Regions from separate parts of the Anser cygnoides genome. Here region 2 is linked to region 1. A link is a contact called in public Hi-C data. All regions are on one chromosome and are shown on one strand. Each heading gives the region's core, a stretch centred on a gene start, on an enhancer-like site or on the middle of the called end of the contact. The rest is flanking DNA. Distances are from core to core; before and after follow the strand shown.

What was found. A called contact is a pair of places that touch in the nucleus more often than the background predicts.
Region 2: a Hi-C map of liver shows a contact between it and region 1, with 4 times the contacts expected there. The contact joins the enhancer-like site here to the promoter of DNTTIP2 in region 1. A contact is called at or near these places in 2 of 7 Hi-C or Micro-C datasets (both in liver).

Annotation. Positions count from the first base shown.
Region 1 is chr8:2,318,149-2,321,135 of Taihu_goose_T2T_genome, forward strand. DNTTIP2 (deoxynucleotidyltransferase terminal interacting protein 2) reads right to left here and starts at 1,537. Exons shown (of 8, transcript XM_048067048.2): 1 at 1,055-1,537; 2 at 546-608; 3 at 1-300. The coding sequence starts at 1,156. It overlaps GCLM (glutamate-cysteine ligase modifier subunit), which reads right to left. Exons shown (of 7, transcript XM_048067050.2): 7 at 1,744-2,987.
Region 2 is chr8:2,378,054-2,381,040 of Taihu_goose_T2T_genome, forward strand. It overlaps ABCA4 (ATP binding cassette subfamily A member 4), which reads right to left. Exons shown (of 54, transcript XM_067001600.1): 29 at 2,599-2,689; 30 at 1,818-2,023; 31 at 1,356-1,404; 32 at 570-811; 33 at 38-162. Among named protein-coding and RNA genes, the nearest start is that of GCLM, 48 kb to the left of the region's middle. Within about 2 kb of position 1,483, at least 1 of the 3 cell types and tissues checked has open chromatin away from gene starts, as enhancers often do. A contact at or near this core is called in liver, where this site is marked.

The DNA.
Region 1 (2,987 bases), core at 287-2,786:
TCGTCTTCTTGTTACTCTTATAATCAAAGGTGTCTGAAGACCAGACACAGCAGAGCAGTTTGATTCTGCTTCTGACACATCCCCATCAACCTGGGGTTCGGCAGCCAATTGTGCTGAATGAACACTTGTGTTCTCATTTCTAGTACTTTTTATCTCTAAGCTATCACTAGCATCTGATTTTGCTTCTGTGTGTTCCACCTGTTCAAGCTCAGATTCTTTAATTACATCAGGCTTACAAATTGCTCTACTCCTTCTGGGCATCTTTGTAGATACAGAAGTACCAATTTCAGTATATGTCCCCTAGAAAGAAAATGAAAAATCTGTTATTAATGGATAAGATAATCTCATAAAAAAGTATGCTACACAAATCACTAACAATCTTTCTTTACACAAATCTAGTCATGCTGATAACGTGTTAACTCTCCAAGTAACTATGTCAAAGGAGCATTAATAAATCATCCCTTTCTTATCCATTTGTTTAGTGTCTTTTGGTCAAGACAGAATAAAGAAATCCACTGCATTAAGAAATATAAATAAAAAGATACCTTCTGTCTCATTCCACAAAATTCTGGCAAACTGTCATGGGAAGTAAATCCAGAGGTGACATTCTGAAACACATGCAGATTTGCTCAACTACAAAATTAGACCTAAAAGGCTTCTGAATCCATTTTTAGCAGCTTTAGGAACAGACTGGTCTCCCAGCAACTGCAACACTAGCCACAATCTGCTTCTTTAATTATGCTTGTAAGTTACCCTTGAAAGCAAGACAAAATCGTACAAAAACTTGTTCTGTAGTGGAAAAAGCATTCTGCAGTGGCAGGATCTTCCCGAAGCACAGCATAACGTTGGATCACCATAAAACATGCTATCTAAGGGGTCCATATTGACAGGACAGTGCGTGTGTCTCGTGAAAAAGCTACAGACAAACGCTCAGCTAACAGCAAGGGAAGAGATGGGGGAGAGGGAAGATGGCTGCCGCCGCGCCGCGCCTCACGCCGCAGGCAGCCCGCCGCAGCCCGGGGCCACCGCCCGCCCTCCCGGCCCCTTCCCTCACCTCCGCCGCCCCGGCGGGCCGGGGCCCTGGGGTGCTGCCGGTGACCCCCACTGCCGGCGGCGCCTGCCCCTGCCGCCTCGCCGCCTGCCTGGTGGCCACCATCTTGTCGGCCGCGCCGTGCCCAGCCCCTTCCGGATCGCTCGGCGGGGCGCGGCCTGCCCTCCGCCGTCCGGCCCCGGCAGGGTGCTCGGCCGCCTGCGGGAGACCGCAGGTAAAGCAGCCGAACGCCGGAAACTGACGGAGCAGCGGCAGCGCTGGCTCTGCTTGGCACGGAAAGGCACCGAGAAAGGCACCCGGGGGCTCCCGTGTCCACCTTTAGCTCTGCTTAAAGAGTGGTGCAAGAATGGGGTCTAGGAAAGTGTAAAGGAGGAGGGGGAAAAGCGTAACGTTAGTTAACGTATCTTCACTAATGACAACGGTGGTGGTGGTTTTTTTTGTGCGTTGTTTGTTGTTGGTGTTTGTTTTTTTTTCTTTTTCTCCCTCTCCATATCCACTATATTAAATTTGTGAACGTGGCATCTTCAGATGATCAAACCACGCAGTAGGGAGTGCCCCTTCTGTTACATAAAGGCTGAGGTGTGCCATTTTACAGGGAAATCCCCGAGCGTAAAAACACGGTTAAGACCATCTCATGACAAAGTCCCAGTGTAAAATACTATTATCAACAGAAAGAGAAGTTATACATAGCATAAATTAAAAGCCTACAATTTTTAATTCATTTTTTCCAATTTCCCATGAAAGGAAATCCCACCGCTCCCACCTTGACACACAAATAATGAGAACGTGATAAACTGTTATGCTCTTAGCGCCACTACAAAAATAATATTGTGTCTTAAAAGGTACTTTTCTACAGCAAAATACCTGTTAACAGCTTATAGTCAGGAAGAAAATAATTATTTCATTAGGACAACCTGTACATTGTTTTTAGCACAATTCTAATTTTATGGAATTTCAATGTATAAAACTGAACACACATGCAAGTCTAATACCGTACAGAATGTCAACAGTCAAAGAAATTACAGAGTGGTTAATCAGCAGCAGCACTCATCTCAGAGCTAGTACAGAAGTTTAAAATGCAACTCCTTTTCAAAATCTGATACACACTAACCCGACATAAAAAAGAACACATTTTGATTAGGAGAAAAAAATAAACATTTTATTGGTACATTACTAGTTCTAGTTCTCTCCCTCTTATTTATCAAAACAATCGAAGTAATCCATAAGAATTTCCTGGAGTTTGCCACATACAGATAAGATGATTAAGGACTCAAAGGTATCTTTATCAAAATTCATATTTTAACTTAGTGGAATGGTTTATAGTAAACTAATATTTCTAGACAGTGCCTAAAAGCATTTAAATTCTACTAGCTGCCTGCACAACAGAATTTAAAAGAAGTTGGTGAAAATTTATTTCCTTACAGTCTGAAGCTCAAAATATGTACAAATAAGTTACCAAGTAATAGTATAAAGCCCTATTCCTACCTGAAATCAAAAGGAAAAGGAGTATTTGATTTTAGACACTTAGAGCCCGTGCTGAAATACAGGTTGAGCTTTTGCAATATCGTCTGATTAAAATGCTAAGCAAATTAAAAGGCGTTTTCAATAGAAAGACTATTTTTAAACCAGAAGCCTTGCCTTAGCTGCAGCAATCTCCCCAAGATACCAAAGCCAGTGCATTAAACTACTGCCAAAAAGAAATATACCTAAGTTTAAGCTAACCCTTGTTAGCATCATTTCTGAATGGCACTCAAGCAAGGAAGTTTCCTAGGCAACCCCAAAATAATAATCCATTTTACATGATCATGAAGCAAACATGTTCTCACTCGACTGATTCCAATTGCATGGTTTCCAAGTATCAAAAAACCAAACAAACGGAAAACACCAAACAGTTGAGGACAAGCCAGGTACAATTTGAATTCTGATTAACAGATTT
Region 2 (2,987 bases), core at 233-2,732, 60 kb after region 1:
TATGACAGATGTACTTTTATTTATTTATTCCTCTTACCTGAAGAAAGTAAACTGTTGTCCATAGATCCAAGGGTGTAAGGTTAAGGCAGGATATTCTCCAAATGGAGGAATAATGACTGTAAGCATTAAAGACAGCAACACAAAACTAGCAGGGAGAACAATCTGCAGGGGACATGAAAACACCACACTAAGACATATGCTGCAGAGTGACACTGTACGCAGCTTGTAACATACATAAATGAAGGAGGGACAGTAGGAGAACAGAGATCTGGTTTAGCTCCCAACCATCAACTATTTAACTTCTAATGCCAGTTAAGACTGGTTGTCACAGAACTGTACTGTGTTAAAAAGAAAATGCTGGGCTAGTAGTGATTGAATCCTGAATTTGGTGAGAATGACAGATTACAGGCAGAAAGAGAGACAGAACAGCTGGAACCATAGATTAGAAAAGCGAGGGACCTGTTCCCTATCTGCAGCACCTCTGTTGCTTTGCATGGAGACATTACCAGGAAAGACAGTGTTGAGAACATTATGGGAAAGAGTCAAGGACACCAACAGTGAGTCAATACCTGGGCTAGGAAGTCCTTGTGGCTGCGGGAGGCATGGTGGAACCGTTTGATGAACAGTGCTTTGATCTGCTGACATACAAGCTGAAAACCTTTATACTGCCGGGACCCTTTGCCTTCATTTTGATCTCCTGCTATGCCTACTGGCAGTTGAGAAGTGTCATTGGTTTCCAGTGGGGTTTGTTCAGCTGTTTTGTTCTCAGTAGAAATTTTGCCACAAGTAGAACCATTTGCTTGATTGTCTCCTAGGTTAAAAATTGCAATTAATAATAGGAATTACCCTGATGAAGAGGGGCAGAGAAGACACTTTATTCTCCATACCTGAAGACAGCACAAATATTTTACTGAGCTCAAAATTTGATCAAAAGTATGTATCATATCACCAGATTGCTTTAATTATAATTGTTACAGTGTGGCTGTATCCAGTAGCATCACATAGATTATACACTTACTCAGCAGGATGAACTAGTTAATCATGTAGATAGTTTATGGACTTCTAGGCAACACAATACTTCTTATAAAAACCACTGACATCTGGGGGATGGACACTACATCTTTATTTACACAGTTATGGACCTGATCCAATCAAAATAAAAGTATTTCTGCTGACTTCATCTGGTTTCTCAGATATCATGTCAGGCACTAAAATCAGGTATTTACTGACTAAAATGTATTTTGATGAGAATACCATACATAGACCAAAAATTCTGAGGCTCTTCTTTACTTGGCATTCAGAATATAGAACTGTCCCAAGAAAAGTTTATCAAATACCGATTCATGGATTTATACCTGCTTTTTGCATTTCAGGGCTAGCTTCTGCTGTGACCTTTAGGAAAACCTGTCAGAGACAAGCACATCCGGTAAAGAATAGAACATTAACCTGACCTCAGAAACACTATATACTATCCTTTAATGCAACAGAAAAAGATTTCGATACCTTTTCAGTACTCTTGTTTACTACACAGTCTGAGGTCTCTTATGAAATATCTCAGAAAATAAAGAGATGATCCAACTTAGATACAGAGAGAGAGATTTCTGGCTAATGAGTCATGCTCCACAAGGCTAACACACAGTCAGATTTGAGGCCTTTCTCTATGCCCATTCCAATGATTTTCTGAGTGTGCCACACCAAATGTGACTGGGTTTCAAGGGAGATGTAGGAATTAGTAAGGTTACATGCTTAAGAGAAGGAACAGTCTCAGAAAACATTTTGGGGACTGATGGTAGGACCAGCAAATATTTCGTCATTACCTCTTCAAGTGGAGTGTCTGAAACTCCAAAACTGCTAAGTCCCAGGTCATCCAATGTTTCCTCCAGTTCTCTGAAGAGACTGGCATAAGATCGCTGTTTAAAGTGCTTACTGGGCAACAGGTAAATAAGTTCTTGACCAATGCTTTCAATTAATTTTGCTTCTGGGACATGATGATGAATTACTTCTGCTAGCTCATTCAGATCTCCTGTGAAAAGTCAAAACGGTGTTCCAAGAATGAATATTTCACCATGCTAAGCATGATTTCAAAAGCTGTTGTTTGTACTATACGAAAGGGGACTGTTCTATTACGCAACTTAAAGATATCTCAGTTAACCTGTAATAGACTGGGCCATGTTACTAATTACGCTTCTGGAACAAGGTAGCAGGAAACTATTTCAGGTCTGTTAATAAAGCACAATAAAATCTTCAGGAATATCTACTTAATTTCTTCTTTGACATAGAAAGCCAAAATAACTTGTTCTGAGAAAACCAGTTTCCTTTGCTCTACATGTGCTTCAGTTTTCATTACCAAATTGTACATTTTGGTGCAGAGTTGTTGAAAATTCACAGTAGACTTCCAAAGCACACTGAGACCACACATATATCAAACAGGGGCAATGGTATACAGAAGTGTGAAGAAACTTTATTCATTTTACAATCCAATGCAGTTAGACAAGTGCTGGAAAAGTGGACCTCAGCAGCAGTGATCTGTAAGGTGAGACTGCAGTACAACAGGAGACATAGCCACATGCTGGAATGCTGAACCATTCCACTTCTTACCATCCAGTTCCTGCACTTGAGTTCCTTCTTTGTCCCTGCGTGCACAGCTGGAGCAGGAGCAGGAGCACTGAGATCCACAGCTACAAAATGACTGGCACGGACAAGCAACAGATACAAAGATGAAAGTGCTTCAGATACATGCAAAACAGTACATAAAGGCTGTCAGCCTTTGAACACTTTGAGTCAGTGAAAAATACATCATATCTGAAGCATCTGGAACATATTGCACTGAAGGTCATCTGAGGACTGGATTAAGTAAAACAGACAACACAAATTCTCCTACACAAACCATATTTGTCAGTTCTAAATTACATGCAAATACCTGGGGAAATGCGATCAGCAGTGGCCATAAGTATACAGATCACGTTGGTACTAAGGCTGAAAGTGCT